Regions from separate parts of the Bos taurus genome. Here region 1 is linked to region 2. A link is a contact called in public Hi-C data. All regions are on one chromosome and are shown on one strand. Each heading gives the region's core, a stretch centred on a gene start, on an enhancer-like site or on the middle of the called end of the contact. The rest is flanking DNA. Distances are from core to core; before and after follow the strand shown. Region 1 has its middle 30 kb from the start of FOXA1. Region 2 overlaps MIPOL1 (mirror-image polydactyly 1).

Evidence for each region. A called contact is a pair of places that touch in the nucleus more often than the background predicts.
Region 1: a Hi-C map of liver shows a contact between it and region 2, with 2.6 times the contacts expected there. The contact joins two enhancer-like sites. A contact is called at or near these places in 2 of 11 Hi-C or Micro-C datasets (liver and skeletal muscle).

The regions. Positions count from the first base shown.
Region 1 is chr21:47,751,535-47,754,971 of ARS-UCD2.0, forward strand. No RefSeq gene overlaps it. Among named protein-coding and RNA genes, the nearest start is that of FOXA1, 30 kb to the right of the region's middle. Within about 2 kb of position 1,662, at least 7 of the 102 cell types and tissues checked have an H3K27ac peak or open chromatin away from gene starts, as enhancers often do. A contact at or near this core is called in liver, where this site is marked.
Region 2 is chr21:47,666,146-47,669,278 of ARS-UCD2.0, forward strand. The region is part of intron 11 of MIPOL1 (mirror-image polydactyly 1); the gene reads left to right. Among named protein-coding and RNA genes, the nearest start is that of FOXA1, 120 kb to the right of the region's middle. Within about 2 kb of position 1,481, at least 1 of the 102 cell types and tissues checked has an H3K27ac peak or open chromatin away from gene starts, as enhancers often do. A contact at or near this core is called in liver, where this site is marked.

The DNA.
Region 1 (3,437 bases), core at 412-2,911, 86 kb after region 2:
GCAGCAGCTTTTATTTTTCCTAAAATGTCTGAAATTAATATCTCAATTTTTCTATGGGGGAAAAAAATTGGTATTCCTCTATTATTCAAAGTTTATGCCTCTGTTATGAAATTGTTGATCATTCAGATGACTTTGAGGCAAAAGTTTCTTTTCATATCTTTTTAATAATTTGATAGATTTTCTCTGGTTGTAGTTTATTTTCAAAGAATACCCTAATTGCTCTGTAGTAAATTTTGGATTTCTTCTCAGTTTGTGTATAACTTTTCTCTTCTTGATAAAAGCATGCTATTGGCCTCTGTGTATACAGCGGGCACTTGCAGTGTGTGACTACATTGGTTTGGTTTCTTTAATTCATTTTCTTGGTATATGATAAGAAAATGTATCTGGATACATTTTAAATAAAGTTTTACTTGGACGACACAGACACAATGCTGAAGTTCCTGGAGAAATATTCTCTTTAGAGTTGTTGCTGGTTTTCATTTCATCCTCTCCCTCCTTTGACCAGAATTCCTAAAACTGAGACCCTCTCACCTAGGACCTAGCCTGGATTCACCTGCCCCCTTGTGGTATTCCTTTCTGAATATTCCTTTCTGAATTTAATTGATTTCTGAAATTTGGATTTGGTATTACTTAGCCTGAGAAGATAAACCTCTTTACTCTTGTCCAATACTCTAAGACCAGAAAACTTTTCTTCTGTTAGTCACTGGCTAACATACAAAGATTAAAGAAGTTTATTTTTTAAATTTAATTTAGAGCACAAGAAGGAAATTGAGCACTATAAAGAAACTATGATCAGAGATGATGATAAGAACTTGGTCTGGAATCTATATTAGTGACCTGCAGATTGATAAACTAAAGAGATGTTTCCAAGGTTCTCATAAAGCAACTTAAAATGAAATTTTTTCTATGTGAATGTCTCCTTTTTTGATTAATGTTAGAGGAAAATGTTACTCCATTTTATTTAAATTTTCTATAGATTTCCTAAACCTCTCATCAAGGATGAATTCATAAATATAAAAAATAAATGTATACAGTATGATATTTGACACGTCTCTCTCTGAAAAATGGAATTTTTTTACATGCCATAGAACTAATTTTTACATCCTCGATTGAAGTCAGTATTGAAATCACATGGGAAAGGGATGGTATATCAATGAGGGAATTATCTAGACACAAATTCAGAGATATTTTCAAGAATGATAAGAATTAGGCATCTAGTCAATAAAGAATAATGTGCAGATGAAAGAAAATGGGAGATGAAAGAAAAGCACTATTTACAAAAATAGTTTGTCTTTCTTGGAAGAAATAGATTGCTAAATTATTGTCAATAAGACCCCAATTAATGTTTGAAAAACCTCTTTCTATCTGCTAAGTATAAATATTTCCAGCAGAAAGAGTTGTTTGTTTCTTTGTTGTTCCAGCTCTTCCCCAGCTCTTCACCAAAGGCTGGTTTGATTGAATGATAGTGGTCCTCCGTGGCGTTTTAAACACTATGTCACCTAGCTGGAGATCTAGAAGAAGAAAAAGTATGCAGGCTTTAACAAAGCTGTAGTCCAACTTCCAACTACCTAGGATCCGCCGCTCCTTTGCAGCTTCTCTTACATTTATGACAGCTGACCTACTAACAGGTTCCCAGAAATCCAGGTTCAAATTTTGGCAGGCTTACCTCACCTCTTTGTCCTTCCAAAGTACATAAATGCTAAACTGTGTTCACAGTGAGGAAGGAAGAGTCATTCCAATGAGACTTTTAAAATCAAGACCCTTTCTGCTCCCTACCAAGTTACTGCCATTCTCTCCAAAGGAATAGAATTTTCTCAGTGTGCCCTTGGCGTAATTTCTTCAGCCTGGATTAAACACAGGTGACTGAGAGTCTACCTTATCTCCACAGGGCATTAGTCACTCTATAAAAGTTAAATTTATTATGAAATGCTTTGTTTGTGTTAACATACATCTTCTCTGGGAAGTTGGAAACAAAGGCACGTCCTTTAAGACTCCGTATGGGGAAAACATATCCTCCTGTGGAATTTAACCTTAATTTGAACCAAGATCTGTGAAAGAAAAGCACTTTAGTGCATTGTTCCCTTTGCCCCACCCCTCTATTCCCTTATCTAAATGGGGTTACTGTTGCTCTGCGTTTTTAACTCTTCACATTCCAAACCTTGCTTTCCTGAACTTAATCTTAGAAGTATATCCAAATAATTGTGACAAACAATTATGCCTTTTTAGGTATGAGTGGTTTTATGTAATATATTAATTCTGATATTTAAAATTAAATATGTTAAATATATAGCCAGTTATGCTTGCATGTCTTATTGTTCATTATGTTGTTTTAACAAATGGTACATTGTAAAGGATATTTTATTTCCTGAAAATCTTCTCTAAGGTTCACTTGTTAGGAAGCATTGTCATGTATGCATTGTTCATACTTTATTCGAAGTAAAGAATAATTAGAAGAAAAGTGTACATTAGGAATGATGAGAAGATGTATTTGAAAGAACTAATTTCGACCTCTCTTTTCCTTCAGTCTGTTTGCATAGTCTGGTATTGCTTTCAATGTATTTAAATCCATAGATGCACCAGTGCTTTTTAAAAGTAAAAGCAAAGCTTCCATGGCTGCTGTCCACCCTCATGCAGATGAGTTTATAAGCAGCAAAGGGAGTATCTTTTAAATATTAAGTTTTCATTTTAAAAAATTCTGCTTATATGAATACAGAAATTTTCTTTGATAGTATCTACCAACAAACTTGTAATTATTCAAATAACTTTTCTTCTTTTTTTTTTATCCTTTGGCCATGCCGCACTGCATATGGGAGCATAATTCCCCGACCAGAAATCAAACCTGTGCCCCCTGCATTAGCAGCACGGAGTCTTAACCACTGGACCACCAGGAAGTCCCCTTTCATTATCTTTTATTAAGTTAAGAAAAAAATAACAAACTAAATTTGAATATAAACTTAGATATTCGTTTAAAATATACACATAAGATTTTTAAATTAACATTGCTCAATTCTACTCAAAATAACTATCTTCAGCATTATTAAATTGAAAATTTCTTATCAAAATAAAAAATTAATAACAAAACATTTACAGATTCCTGCAGTCACACATTCCTTATTATATAGTATGTTTCATTTAAACAATAACATTGAAATTAGTTTGATAAATATGTTTTTTTAAAAATGGGATATATGAATAATACATTTAGGGCGTTAGGACATTTATCACAAGTAATATCAAATCAAGCCATCATTGTTCTCCTCCTCAGCCCTGCCTACATTTACTGGTTCCAACCAACCCTCATATGACATTTATTGAAGCTTAGTTTCTACCACTTGTTAGCACTTGATTATATACTATGACTGCTATTTGAATTCGTAATTTTTATTGCTTTTTCATGGAAATTATAAACTCAGAATAATAATGAGTGGACAACTGGA
Region 2 (3,133 bases), core at 231-2,730:
CACATATTCCCTTCTGAAGAAACCTGAATGAGTGCTTTACTGAGTTCTTTAACTCTCAAAGAACAATAACCTTACGTTTATCTCTCTAATCCCTAAAACATGTAGATAAAGCAGTCTGATAATAGCTTGGACTGATTTTATTCATGTCTTCAATTTTCACATATTGTACAGAGAAACTGCTAAAAATATAACAATAATTACCACATTGATTTCCTTTTAAATAAGTTAAATAGAGCATATGTGTAATTTAATAACATTAAGGGAATCATTCTGGTGTATGTGAGTCTGTGTAGTATGCACATACCTAGTCGTGTCCGACTCTTTGTGACCATGCCCACCAGGTCCTCTGTCCATGGAATTTCCCAGACAGAAATACTGGAGTGGGTTGCCATTTCCTACTCCAGGGAATCTTCCCAACCCAGGGATAGAACCCACATCTTTTGTGTTTCCTGCATTCCCGGGCATATTCTTGACCACTGCGCCACCTGGGAAGCCCTGTATATGAGTAACATTTCTCTACAGTTACCATAGCCAAAATCATCAGCAAAATTATGAAAAAAGATATTTTCTTATAACTCTATTCATTATAAAGGGAACTGTTTTAAATTTCACAAGCTAGCATTTGTTGATTATGCTATATTATGGTAAAATTGATTTCAAAATTAAAGATATAAAAGAAAGTAAGGGAGACAAAATGATTACCCACCAGAAGAATTGTGTTACAGCCCTCCTTCCTTTTCTATGCATCTGCCTTATAATCCCTCATCTAGGATGCAAGGCCATTAAGATGCAAGAAAATGCAGAATGATTCAGATTAGAAGCAGGCCTTAAGCAACATTCAATACTAAAGATAAAGGTAGTGAGCAAAATCTCTGTATGATCAGACATTTTTATCTGCTTTGGTTACTATTATATCCCCAAGCTTTTAATGTATACTCGGTACTCTATATGTTTAGTTGCTCAATAAATATTTATTAAATGAACGACTCCTTTCAGACATTATTTCATTACGAGCAAATATTCACTCATCCACCAGAGGGGAGTCCAGTAGCACTGTATCTGGTATTCCAGGAAAACTGCTGAAATCCACAGTGGTACCGTAGTAGATGAGAGTCAGGTGAAATCCCCCTCCGGAGGAGAGTAAGTCATTGGAGCTATTTTTGCTTGCTTTTCTTTCTTTCATTTTCTTTTTAAATCTTAGGCTTTTTCTTATTGTTAGTGTTCACAAAGCAATCAACCTGGAAGCCACATTGGTTAACTATAGACCAGTACATATCCATAACTTAGATTCTGCAGAGCACACACCAATCACAGAGATTCGAGTCAGCCATTAAAACATTAAAAAAAAAATTAAGAACCACATGAAGCAGGCCGTCAGTTCCACAAATATTTATTAAATCCTTTTCTGGGCACTAGAGATCAAATGGTGGGGAAAAAAATTGCTTCACAACTATCCAGTTGAAAGGTCAGAGTACTATAGGAGCACGTGAGAGGATCAGCTAATCTGGACAACAGGTCAGATTTCTTAGAGAAACTCATATCCATGCTGAGATCTAAAGGATGAGTAGGGGCTAGATAAGTAACAGAGAATAAGGTCAGTGTTCTGGGAGATATGAAAGTTGTTCATTCTGGCCTGGAGTATAGAGATTAAATAGGTGAATAATGAGAAATGAGCTAGAAAGAGAGGCATGAGGAGCTTTGTAAATGATGCTTAAGGAATTTGGACTTTACCCTCAGAGCAGTGAGGAGTCATTGAAGAGTTTTAATCCAAGTAGTCGTACATTCACATTTGTGCTTTAGAAAACTCACTCAAGGCAAAGAACAAGTGAAGACTACTGCAGTAATCCACTAAAGAAAATAATGGCAGACACGCTAAATTGTGATAATGGTAATGGGGCTAGAAAGAAATACTGGAAAGATACAAGGGACATTTAAGTTTAAGTCAAAAGGATTGATTAGATTGTGTGTGAGAAATAGATGTCAAGGATGATGCATAGGTTTTGAGCATGAGCACTGAGTAGAAGCAGTACCCAGTGAGAGGAGAGGGAAAGAAAGGGCTGATTTGTAGAGGAATAGAAAATGAGATCATGAGTTTAGTTTTTAGATATACTGAGTTGTAGATATTTGTAGGATGGCCAAGTGAAGATGTCTGCTAGGTGGTTGTGTAGATCTGCTGCTCAGGATAGAAATCTGAGTTGGAGAGAAAGACTTCTGAGTTAGGAGTCATTAGCAAAATAAATGATTGAGTGACACCATGGGACTGAGCTAAAATCAAGGGAGAGTGACTAGAAGTGAGAAGACACCAACAGTTAAAAGTTGGGTAAAGAAAAAGAAGCTCCCAGAGGAGATTAAGAAGTGTCAAGAAATACTTTTGATGAAGCAGAAGAGCCGAAGTGTATTTTTATAGAAAGCATTTTCAGAAAGACTTGGCTTCTATTAGATAATAAAACATAGAGATTGAAAAATGAGCAATACCATCGTTGGAGCAGTTGTGGATTGAGCAGATAGCAGAGCCTTGAATAGAATTTGAGGTGAAGATAGGAAGCACAGACAGTTTGATTCTAAATGAGATGATCCCAAAGTAAGTCCAAGAAAATTCTCATCTTTTAGACCAGACTAGCATACCTTTGAACTTAGTCAAAATCTCTGGTAGAAAACAGAACGAAACAAAAAACTTCATAAATGGAATATCTGGCCCAAGGAAATAAATAAAATGTGAGTTCTAGAACTTTATTTCCCAGATTTGAAAAGAAAGTGGAGTCACTCAGTTGTGTCTGACTCTTTGCTACCACATGGACTGTAGCCTACGAGGCTCCTCCATCCGTGGGATTTTCCAGGCAAGAATACAGGAGTGGATTGCCATTCCTTCTCCAGAGGATCTTCCCAACCCAGAAATTGAACCCGGGTTTCCCACGTTGCAGGCAGACGCTTTACTGTCTGTGCCACCAGGGAAGCCTCAATATAATTCCATGCCCTTGAAATTGCACTCAGAGAAGAAGCAAGGTGCATCTGAGCAGTTAGAGGCTGTTTGTCATATAAGGTAATGAACAGACACAAAACACACCCTACCCAGACTAGAGCAATTGTTTTAAAAGGTAAATCTTGTTCCCCTCTCTTTAAAATCCTTCAGGAG